Regions from separate parts of the Sus scrofa genome. Here regions 1 and 3 are each linked to region 2. A link is a contact called in public Hi-C data. All regions are on one chromosome and are shown on one strand. The core of a region is the stretch at or near the end of the contact, and the rest is flanking DNA. Distances in the headings are between cores, read along the strand shown. Region 1 overlaps CLYBL (citrate lyase subunit beta-like protein, mitochondrial). Region 2 holds the start of ZIC5 (zinc finger protein ZIC 5). Region 3 holds the start of CLYBL (citrate lyase subunit beta-like protein, mitochondrial).

Region 1 (3,425 bases), core at 109-2,608, 260 kb after region 2:
GGTATTGAAATGCGTAGATAAGAACACAAAAGGCCCTGAAGTGGTTTTGAGGGTCACAATTTGCCATTAAAGACAGCAGATGGAAACCTGTGAAAGTCCACTTAAGCGAACTCTAGAAAGCTCCAGCATAAAATAAAATCGAGAGTGACGGACAAGTTAGGATATTCTGACGATTCTAGCGTTTTATTTTTAATTGCACTCTCAGTTTGTCAGAACAGAAATACCTATATTTAAACTTAGAGGAATGAGCTGGAGGGGGGAACACTGTTTATAACCCCATCTGTCAAAAATTAAAATGCAGGGTGAATGGTATGCAACTAAGTACCAGCAAAAAGCAAATATTGGTTATATTTAGGAAAGAGCCTAAGAACAGATGTTATATAAAAAGTTAGACCTTTTACTTGAAAAAATACTACACACGACTAGTTCTTTGCCACTGGGGGGAAAAAAAACAAATCTCTTTTAATTATGTAAAGAGTGAAGAGAAGGTAGGATCCTTTACCTTTGAATACTAAATTAGGAAACAGCAGCATCAAAGGCGGGCTTGATCTGTTCTGCCTGAAAAATTAATAGGCTTGACAAGACCTTACACTATCTTCTCAAGCTGCAAAAAAAGAGGCTCTAGTGACACCAACAGTCCCGGGAACAAAATGCAGCTGTGGAGGGTGGAGGAGGGTCTGGGCTTGGGGGAGGGCTTTTTCTGTTTGGGGGGGGGGGGTTTTTCTTTCCTCCCCACCGATCGAGCCTTCAGCCACAACCCTGCGGGAGGATCTGCTGGGCGCGCTCCCCGCTTCTCCAGGTGGCCCCCGCCCCACCGCCGGCGCTGAAGGGGACAGGGCCTGCGGCTACAGCAGGCCCGGCTGGGAGGCCTGGCCACCCGAACCCCGCAGTTTCAAAGGGCAGGGAGTTGAAAGGAGGGGAGGACCTCGAGAGGGGCAGGGATGCCGAGGAAAGCCCTCAGCGCGGCATTCCTCGGTGGCTTCAGATCTCCACGCTTGTTTTCTTTCCCCTCTTCCCTCCTGGAAGGGTGAGGCGGGAACCAGCACTTCAAAGGGGCAACTTTCTGGGTCTGCGTGTGGAAGGATGTGTTAGCCGGCTCCGGCTCTTCCCGTCCGCATGATCAACACTGGAGGTTGTTAGCATTATTGACAAAAATGATCTTTCCCAAAGAAAGCCACCTTGCCAAAGTCGGCTGGGTCGCTTGCTGATGAAGCTGTTGGCGGGGGAGAGGGTGCGGAGGGTGACAGCACAATCGCTGGGCCCTGGCGGGGGCCCCATCGCAGAAAGGCAAGGCACACCGGTGTAGAGCAGGGGCGGCCTTCTGCTGCACAGCAAACTCTCATCCTCGTCTTGGCCCACCACCTCGCTGCACCCCACTCCTGCGGCCCTGAGGAGGGAGGGCCTACAGGGGCCAGAGCCTCAGCGGAAAGGGGAGGGACGGAAAGCGATTGCCAATTCAATAGTAGGAAACCGAGCGTACGGGGCAGGATAAGGGGGACCACAGACTCGGGCTCCGCGCCTGGGACTGAGAGGAAACGTGGAGGTTCAAGGCAAGTGCCTCCTAATGAAACAAACTTGGCTTAGTTACTGGGAAACGCTGATAAAGAAACTAGCCCAAGACGACTATTTAAAGAAGAAGGAACGCCGAGCTGCTTAAAGCACTCAATAACAACCTTAATTGCTCAAAACAAAGCAGCTGAGTTTCAAGAGCGCTTAAGATGCCTTTCAGATGCAACTTGCAGCACAAAGCCCATGCAATATCATCTTAAAAGAAAAAAAAAATTTTTCAGAATCAAGGATCGAGTTAGAACTTTACCTTTTTAAAAAAGGCCTAATTTTTTTTCTATCCATCCCTTGTCCCCCCCTTCACAATTTGGTCAAAATTAGATAATTTACTATGATTTAACTAAAATCCATTAGTTTACTGCCTTTTAAAAAGTAAGGAGATGGAGACCCATATGCCTTAATCCCAAAAAGCTCAAAATCTGAATTTAAAAGAATAAAACATTCCTGAACAATTACATAGAAAGTCAAGAAGGATTTTTGAAGGAGCTATCAAAAGACAATATTTGTATAGAATTTAAGCATTAGCAGCTAGCCTGACACAGCAAAACCATTGTATTTTCCACCAGTTTTGTTTTGCTATATACAGCTGTGTTTTCACAGATGCAAAGCCATGTGTCTCCACCAAAAGGTCTAGCCTTCCCTTCAGATGTGAACGAAGATCAAAGGTTCAAACACAGAAATACAAGATCCTTTTCCCTTTGGAACATGTTTTTATTTTTCTGCAGTGGCTGCAAACCAGAATTTCCATCTGTTGTCCTTCTGCAGTGTACAGGTTAACCTTAACAGTGGGGCTCAGAGCACTGTTATCTCAGCTACGAAGCGCACAGATGAAGCACGTCTGCACGGACGGACGCTCCAAACGCTCCCCAAGATGTCCACACAGCTGAGAGAGAAGTGAACCAGGCAGGAGCAGAATCCATTTCAGTTGACAGACAGAAATGTGTTTCTTTACACAGCACAACAGATTACAGAACGTTCAGATGCAATTCTGCTTTTACACCACACGCACCTTGATAAAGACAACATCCATTGTGGCTTCCTGCCTATGCTTCCTCCCTCCTACCCCCAGACATTTTGCATTCGAATCTCAGCGTACGGAAATGCCCCCTTGATAGAAAATGATTGGATAAAATAAATTGCTAACCTTAAGTGATTTTTATTTCTTTACGAGTTACTCACCCATAATTTTTCATAGAAATATTTTAAAATATTTCTTTCACTTATCTTTTTTTAATGACTCTTTTCCTCTCAACTTCCCTTCCCTTTACTGACACCCTCAAAAATGACTGAAGAGAGCGACAAGTTATCCTGTGTTACCTACTCCAAAAATGGATTTACTGCCATGTAAAAAGGTGCTTAGGAGAATAATAAAAATACAGCACTGCAACTAAAAAGGTGGGAGGTGTTGAAGGCATTTTTGGAGGTTTTCAACTAGAACAATAGACTTATCTACTATCCGCATTAGATCCAGAGAGGTTAGAGGGAGAGAGGGAGGGACGGATGGATGTGGCAAATACAAAGCTTTGGCTACTCCCTGGAGAGATTTTACAAAAGCCCCAAGTGGAAAAGGGCATGGAGCAGTCCTAACGCTAATGTGTGAGTGCCATCTAGTGGTCTGCCTAGAACTGCACCCTGGTCAACCGACAACTGGAAACACTCCATCCTAAGGCTATGGCTTCCTACCTATTTTCCCCACTCTACTTTGGCTCGTTCCAGCACTTCCAACCCTCCTGCCCAATAATTGTAGCTTTTCTGCCCTAAAATAAACCAAAAAAACAATGGCTTCAGAAAATAAAACAATAAGAGGGATAATCCCAAAGGTTGGGGGGTCAGCTAGTGTGGGGTCACAGGTGTCCCCA
Region 2 (3,575 bases), core at 369-2,868:
CTTGTCAGTTTTCTAAGAGAAATGACATTCCCAAGGCTCACAGGGAAATTCCCTGTTAAACATGGGTCACATCGGTGGAAATCGGGCTATCAAATCAGCTCTTTTTGGAAAACATTTGTTACCACTTCTCAGGGCGAGCTTCCAGAAGATGGCTTTATGTACTTTTTTTTTTTTAAACTTGGACGGCAAAACGAATTAAGCTGCTAACGTGTTTTACTCTATCCCAGAAGAAAAATCCCCATGTTTAAGTCCCTTTTTTCAAATAATTTTATGTAGGGTACAAAATAAAAATTGAAACCCTTGATTTTAATTTTTGCATATCATGGAACATGGCAAAATTTTAAGATGTTTTCCTTTTAAATGCTGAAGTGACACTTTGGGGCAGTAAGATCCCTAAAGTTGCAGGAATGTCACATTTCTCCACCCCCACTCCACCCGTGACACAAGAACCTTTCTCTTTTTAAAAAAGACTTGATAGTATATTGCTTGAAAGGGAAGAGTCTCATTAAAAAACAAAAACAAAAACAAAACAAAACTAGCTTTTATCGTTTTCAAGTAAGACATAGCTCAGCTAGATGAGTTTATTAGGAAACAGTAATAGGATAAAAGATTATTCTACTAGCAAGTAAATCGCAAATATTGCTTGATTTTAAATACTTATTTTATTGGATCAATTCTAATCCGTGGTCCTTGCAAAGAAACTGAGGCACACGCGTGGAGGGCGTTCTCGACTGGAAGAACTTCTGCTTAAAGGGTATCATTTATTTAGCTGCTTTCCTCTGGAGAGATGCTGTTTGGCCTGCCCTGCCACCGTATCTCCGAGAGGCAAAAGTTAGAATCGCTGCCCGATGTTTTTTCCCCCGGTAGACCTAATTGGAAGTGGCAGATCTAGAACCGAGGAGCAGTGAGATTACACTTCGAGCTAACTCTTTTGAACCATGTTGAAAAGGATTCCATGAGCTAAAAAAGTGGAGGTAAAACAGTTGCTTTCGGGAAAGATTTATTTTGACTTCACTCGGTGGGTTTTGCAACCAATAGGATTTTAATATCCTTGCTCATTCCATCTACTGTCAGTGCGCCCTATACGAACGCTGAGCAGACGGAGTGTCCTTCCCAAATAAGTTTCCAGCACCACCTCTACAAGTACGAAGGCGCGCCTACATCTGTTCAACCTCTTCCCCGAGGGAGCAGCCCAGAGCTCATCCCAGGGAGGAGACAGAAAGCGGGAGGATGCTGGAAGGGACGCTGCACGCAGGGAGCGGAGGTTTTTGAAGTTCGGGGCTCACCCGCCCGGTCTTTGCCCCCCCGGGGGGGCCCAGCCCAGAGCCTCCGGCGCCCTTCTGCCGCGTGCCGGCGCACGCTCTCCTCTCCTCAAGGCGCGTCATGGGAGCGCTGCGCGCGCAGGCCGAGAGCAAAGTTTCTGCAAGTGCAACTTGGGCATCCCCGGGGAGGCGGGGACGCAGGGCTCCGGGGGAGGAGGGGGCGCAAAGCAAAGGCAGGAGGCGGCAGCGAGCACAGGGGCGGATCCCCGCTGGGCCGCGGGCCTGAAAGGGAGCCAATCGGGCAACTGCGGCGGCTGCCAATCACACGGCTCCCTCCAATCCCACCCTTGCCATTTCCAAAATCTCGGTCCCACTGTGCAGCTCAAATGTGGTGTTCGCTCTGCCAATCGCTGGAGGACAGAGTGGGAACCGGAATAAGCAGAGTTAGGAGGCCAGGACAAAGAAGTTAAAGAGCGCCTAACATACATGTTTTTGAGGGCGGGCCGAGGGAAAAAAGTACCCCCAGTGAGGGTCTATGGGTCTGATTGTGTAGTTGTGATGGAGCCCCCTTTGAGCAAGAGGAACACGCCAGCGCTGAGATTAGCGGATTTGGCAACGGCTCAGGCCAGGCCGCTTCAGAACATGACTGGCTTCCCGGCGCTGGCCAGCCCGTCCGCCCACTCCCAACTCCGCGCCACAGCCGCGCACCTCCGCCCTCGGGACCTGGGCGCTGACCCCGGCGTGGCCATCACTCCGCTCGGACCCGAGCACATGGCCCAGGCGAGCGCGCTCGGCCTCAGCCCTCCCTCCCAGGCGCTCCCGGCCCAGCCCGAGGCCCCAGCGGCCGCGGCCCGCGCTGCAGCCTCGGTCGCGCACCCCGGCGCCGGCACCTACCCTGGCGGCGGGGGCAGCAGCAGCGTGCAATCCTCCGCGCCCCCGCCCCCAGCCCCTCCTCTTCCTCCCTCCCCTTCACCCCCTTCCCCTCCCTCTCCCTCCCCCTCTCCCCCTCCTCCTGCCCTCTCCGGCTACACCACCAACAGTGGCGGCGGCGGCAGCAGCGGCAAAGGCCACAGCAGGGACTTCGTCCTCCGGAGGGACCTTTCCGCCACGGCCCCCGCGGCGGCCATGCACGGGGCCCCGCTCGGAGGGGAGCAGCGGTCCGGCACCGGCTCCCCCCAGCACTCGGCCCCGCCTCCCCACTCGGCCGGCATGTTCATCTCGGCCAGCGGCACCTACGCTGGCCCGGACGGCAGCGGCGGCGGGGGCCCGGCGCTCTTCCCCGCGCTGCACGACCCGCCGGGAGGCCCCGGCGGCCACCCGCACCCGCTCAACGGCCAGATGCGCCTGGGGCTGGCGGCCGCAGCGGCAGCCGCGGCCGCTGAGCTGTATGGCCGCGCGGAGCCGCCCTTCGCGCCGCGCTCTGGGGATGCGCACTACGGGGCTGTGGCGGCCGCTGCAGCCGCCGCCCTCCATGGCTACGGAGCCGTGAACTTAAACCTGAACCTGGCGGCGGCGGCTGCTGCTGCGGCGGCCGGACCGGGGCCCCACCTGCAACACCACGCGCCGCCCCCGGCGCCGCCGCCGCCGGCGCCCGCGCAGCACCCGCACCAGCACCACCCCCACCTCCCAGGGGCGGCCGGGGCCTTCCTGCGCTACATGCGGCAGCCAATCAAGCAGGAGCTCATCTGCAAGTGGATCGACCCCGACGAGCTGGCCGGGCCGCCGCCGCCGCCGCCACCGCCACCGCCCCCGGCCGGCGGCGCCAAGCCCTGCTCCAAAACTTTCGGCACCATGCACGAGCTGGTGAACCACGTCACGGTGGAGCACGTGGGCGGCCCCGAGCAAAGCAGCCACGTCTGCTTCTGGGAAGACTGTCCGCGCGAGGGCAAGCCCTTCAAGGCCAAATATAAGCTCATCAACCATATCCGCGTGCACACCGGCGAGAAGCCCTTCCCCTGCCCTTTCCCGGGCTGCGGCAAGGTCTTCGCGCGCTCCGAGAACCTCAAGATCCATAAGCGCACTCATACAGGTGGGTGTCTGTCCCCGGCCGCGCCGCCGCCGCCGCCTCCCGCGCCGCCGCCGCTTCTGCCGCTGCTTCTCTTCCTCCTCCTCCTGCTCGCCTTAATTTTTCCCTCCTTCTGCTGCTTCTTTTCGCATACGTATAACCCGGACATGTGACTTCTTTTTTTTCTCTCCCCCCCTTTTTTTCTATGAATAAGTAATTCGATAGCACACACAGGCCCCGCGCTGGGTTCCCACACGGTGGAGTCGCCAGCGCTCCCGCAGCCTCTCCGCCGGGACCGGCAACGCGCT
Region 3 (3,375 bases), core at 52-2,551, 320 kb after region 2:
TGAACACACCACAAAAGCGGGCCCCTTCACAGTCCAGAAAAGGGACCTTCTGCAAGGGTCTGGGTATACCCCTTCGGGAGCTCCTCTGGCCCAGGGGTGATCCCATTACCAGGCCCAGGTCTAGGAAATGGGAAAATGGGAAGCGTAAGACTGAGCAGGCCCTGGCAGGGACACCATCGATTCAGGAAACACAGAGCAAGCAGATGTTCCACACCAGAAGCAAAGGATTTGGTTTCTGAACTCTCCTGTTTTGAGAGTCATGTACCTTCTCTGAGAGTCGGTTTCTTCATCTTTAGAGACGGGTCACCCAGCTCCTTCACATGGTAGTCAGGGAATAGAATCATGTGTGTGCATGACACGGGCAAACAAGCTAGTCTCGACCAGCGGTTCTCAAAGTGTGATCTGAGGACACCTGAGGGTCCCAGAGACCCTTTTAGAGGGTCTGCAAAGTCTTCCCTTTTCTAACTAATGTGTGCAGGAGCCTGGAATTTTTTAGTAAACTTCTTCCAAAACAGCTGATATGAGATTCCAATTGTCCTTTATTACACTGAAGAGATATTCAAAAATATACAACCATGCCACTCTTCTCATTTTTCGGAAAATATATTTGTCATTAAAGATGCCATTTGTGTTAAATACAAATGGGTTTGCTATTTTTAAATGAGTAGTTTAAAATTTTGTCTTTCATTCCCCATGCTGTAAAAATGAACAAATATAAGCAAAAACTCTTCAGGGGTCCTCGTAACTTCTCAGTGTATAAAGGGGTCCTGAGAGCACACAGTTTGGGAACCGCGGTGCTGACAACTAGGGGGAAGATGGCATCATCAGGCCAGCCTGATAATTTCAGGCTCCCTTTAATAAAACACCCACACGTTCATGGTTTCCATTTGTGGGGAGACTAGCTTTTTTTCTGGGTCTGAGAAATCCAATGTTTGCACCCATTTTCCGGGCCCAAGCAAAGGCCGGCCCCCAGGGAGGCACAGTCCGTGGGAGAGACCCTCGCGGGCCGTCGGCGACCCTGGCTGAGGTCGAGCCCGCGCGCGGGAGGCGCACGGTGCTCGTGGCCCGCGGGAGTTCCCTCCAGGGACGCGGAAGGCCGCGCTCAGCCCGAAACGCTGAGCCGGGCACCGACCCTGGGCGAGCTCGGCCGGGTGGCGAGGGGACTAGGGACCTGCACTCACAGCCTTGGCAGCGCCGCCGCGGCCGCCGCTCCACGCGCCGCCCTCCTCAGCAGACGCAGCGCCATCTTCTCAACGCGCGCCCCGCCCCCGCCAAGTCCGTCTCCACTTCGCCCCGCCCTCGGGGCCACGCCCCCACGTCGCCACGCCCCAGGATACCCCTACTTCGCCCCGCCCCGCGCACGGCCCGCTTCGACCTCGTTTCCCAAGCTGCCTGCCCCGCCCCCCGCAAGCCACGCCCTCCCGCTCTGCGCACCTGCCAACTCGAGCGCTCAGACCTTCCAGGAATGTAACGCGGGGCAGAGTGGAGTCCAAGTGGATGGCTTCTTCTCGAGCATTTTTTTTTTTTTTTTTTTTGGTGACTGAATCCAACCCTTCCCATTCTTCTGGGTTTTTTTTAGGACGGCTTTCGAGAGACCTTGCATTTTCCCAGCCAGACCTGGCCAATTTTTCTAGAGATTTTTCTGTTGTTTTTGTTAAAAGACTACCTAACAAACTTTGTGAGCCTCACCATGTGCGTGCCTCGGTTAACATTTAATCCGTCCAGGGACGGACATGCCTGTAATAGGATCAGAATAGCCGTTGCCGGCAGCTTTCTGGGCTAGAGAAGTGCTTGTTGAGGACGTGGGCAGCAAACACAACTCTTCAGCCCAGGTCCTTCCTGCCAGTCTGTCAGCAAATACAACCCCTCCGTCTTCACAGTTAGGAGAATGATAAGATATTAAAACGGAGCTTTCCAGATGTGCGACTTAGAGCAAATTTCTTAAGCTCTCCATGCTTCAGTTTCCTCCTATAAGACGGTAATGGAAACAGTACTCACCTCACAGGGTTGCTATTAGGCTAAATTGAGTCAATATATATAAAGAGCTTAAAACTTCACCTAGCCCAGAGCTTGTGCTCAGCAATGTTAATTACTTATTAGTATTATCATCATCACACCAATTCCTTTCTTAAAACTCTGGCGACTTCCAGTGAAAAGCGTTAAAATAAAAAACAAATGGAGACCAACCCTGAAAATTCTGTGAGCAGACAAACAATGTCATCATACAAGCAACGTCTGATTTAGCTTATTTCGCAAGACAGCTCAACCTAGGTCATTTCTTGCTTATGCCTCTGGAAATCATACCCAAACCTTGAACTATTTCCCAAGGTTGAAATGAGGTAACCACTGACTAGTTCCCTATCATTTAAGAAAATTCTAATATAACCAATCACTGTGAAGAATAAACAATCACTTCCTTCTCACTAAATAAACTGCTTATAACAATATATCCCTGAGCCTTGTTCCATGTTTCAGTTTGAGCTCCCAGTTTGCAAAATGTCTTTTTGGTATGTGCACAATAAGATTTTGCTAATTACTACTTTGGTGATTCATTGATTTTACTTCTGTTATTATGAACTTTGGACAGAAGCAGTTAGAGTAAAACCCCAATTTTTCATCTGAAGTCCTTACTCTATCTGGCCCCTGCCCGTCTCTGCAACAGGCCATCCATCTTCTCTCTGTGCAGTTATTTCTTGAGTTTGATAAGCCCTCTCCCACTTAAGGGCCTTCACACATGCTGTTTCCTATACCCACAATGCATATGTCTACACCCGTCTCAGCATCCTGGACATTGACCCTACTGCCACCTGCTCAAAGGGCCCGCACGGACAATGCATAGCATCCCCCAGTCTAGTTCACTGGCACAGCCATCTGATCATTTCCATCACAGCCCCCATCACCATGTTTATCTATTGATTTGTGAATTTACTTTTTTTTTTTTTTTTACGATTTTTATCTTTGGAGTTCCTGTTGTGGTGCCGCAGAAATGAATCCGACTAGGAACCATGAGGTTGCAGGTTCTATCCCTGGCCTCGATCACTGGGTTAAGGATGTGGTGTTGCTGTGAGCTATGGTGTAGGTCACAGATGTGGCTCGGATCCTGCATTGCTGTGGCTGTGGCATAGGCCAGTGGCTACAGCTCCAATTCGACCCCTAACCTGGGAACCTCCATGTGCCATGGGTGAGGCCCTAAAAAGCAAAAAAAAGATTTTTATTTTTTCCATTATAGTTGGTTTATAGTGTTGTGTCAATTTCTCCTGTACAGCAAAGTGACCCAGTCTCATATATATTCCTTTTCTCACATTATTCTCCATCATGTTCCATCACAAGTGACTGGAGCTAGTTCCCTGTGCTATACACAGGATCTCATCACTG

What was found. A called contact is a pair of places that touch in the nucleus more often than the background predicts.
Region 1: a contact with region 2 is called in a Hi-C map of epiblast stem cells, with 3 times the contacts expected there. The contact joins the enhancer-like site here to the promoter of ZIC5 in region 2. A contact is called at or near these places in 5 of 47 Hi-C or Micro-C datasets (brain, embryonic fibroblasts, epiblast stem cells and 2 more).
Region 3: a Hi-C map of undifferentiated spermatogonia shows a contact between it and region 2, with 1.9 times the contacts expected there. The contact joins the promoter of CLYBL here to the promoter of ZIC5 in region 2. A contact is called at or near these places in 2 of 47 Hi-C or Micro-C datasets (epiblast stem cells and undifferentiated spermatogonia).

Annotation. Positions count from the first base shown.
Region 1 is chr11:68,564,589-68,568,013 of Sscrofa11.1, reverse strand. The region is part of intron 1 of CLYBL (citrate lyase subunit beta-like protein, mitochondrial); the gene reads right to left. Among named protein-coding and RNA genes, the nearest start is that of CLYBL, 58 kb to the right of the region's middle. Within about 2 kb of position 1,358, at least 16 of the 83 cell types and tissues checked have an H3K27ac peak or open chromatin away from gene starts, as enhancers often do. A contact at or near this core is called in brain and epiblast stem cells, where this site is marked.
Region 2 is chr11:68,828,515-68,832,089 of Sscrofa11.1, reverse strand. It overlaps ZIC5 (zinc finger protein ZIC 5), which reads left to right and starts at 1,618. Exons shown (of 2, transcript XM_005653825.3): 1 at 1,618-3,291. The coding sequence starts at 1,749.
Region 3 is chr11:68,505,754-68,509,128 of Sscrofa11.1, reverse strand. It overlaps CLYBL (citrate lyase subunit beta-like protein, mitochondrial), which reads right to left and starts at 1,301. Exons shown (of 9, transcript XM_021065861.1): 1 at 1,182-1,301. The coding sequence starts at 1,246.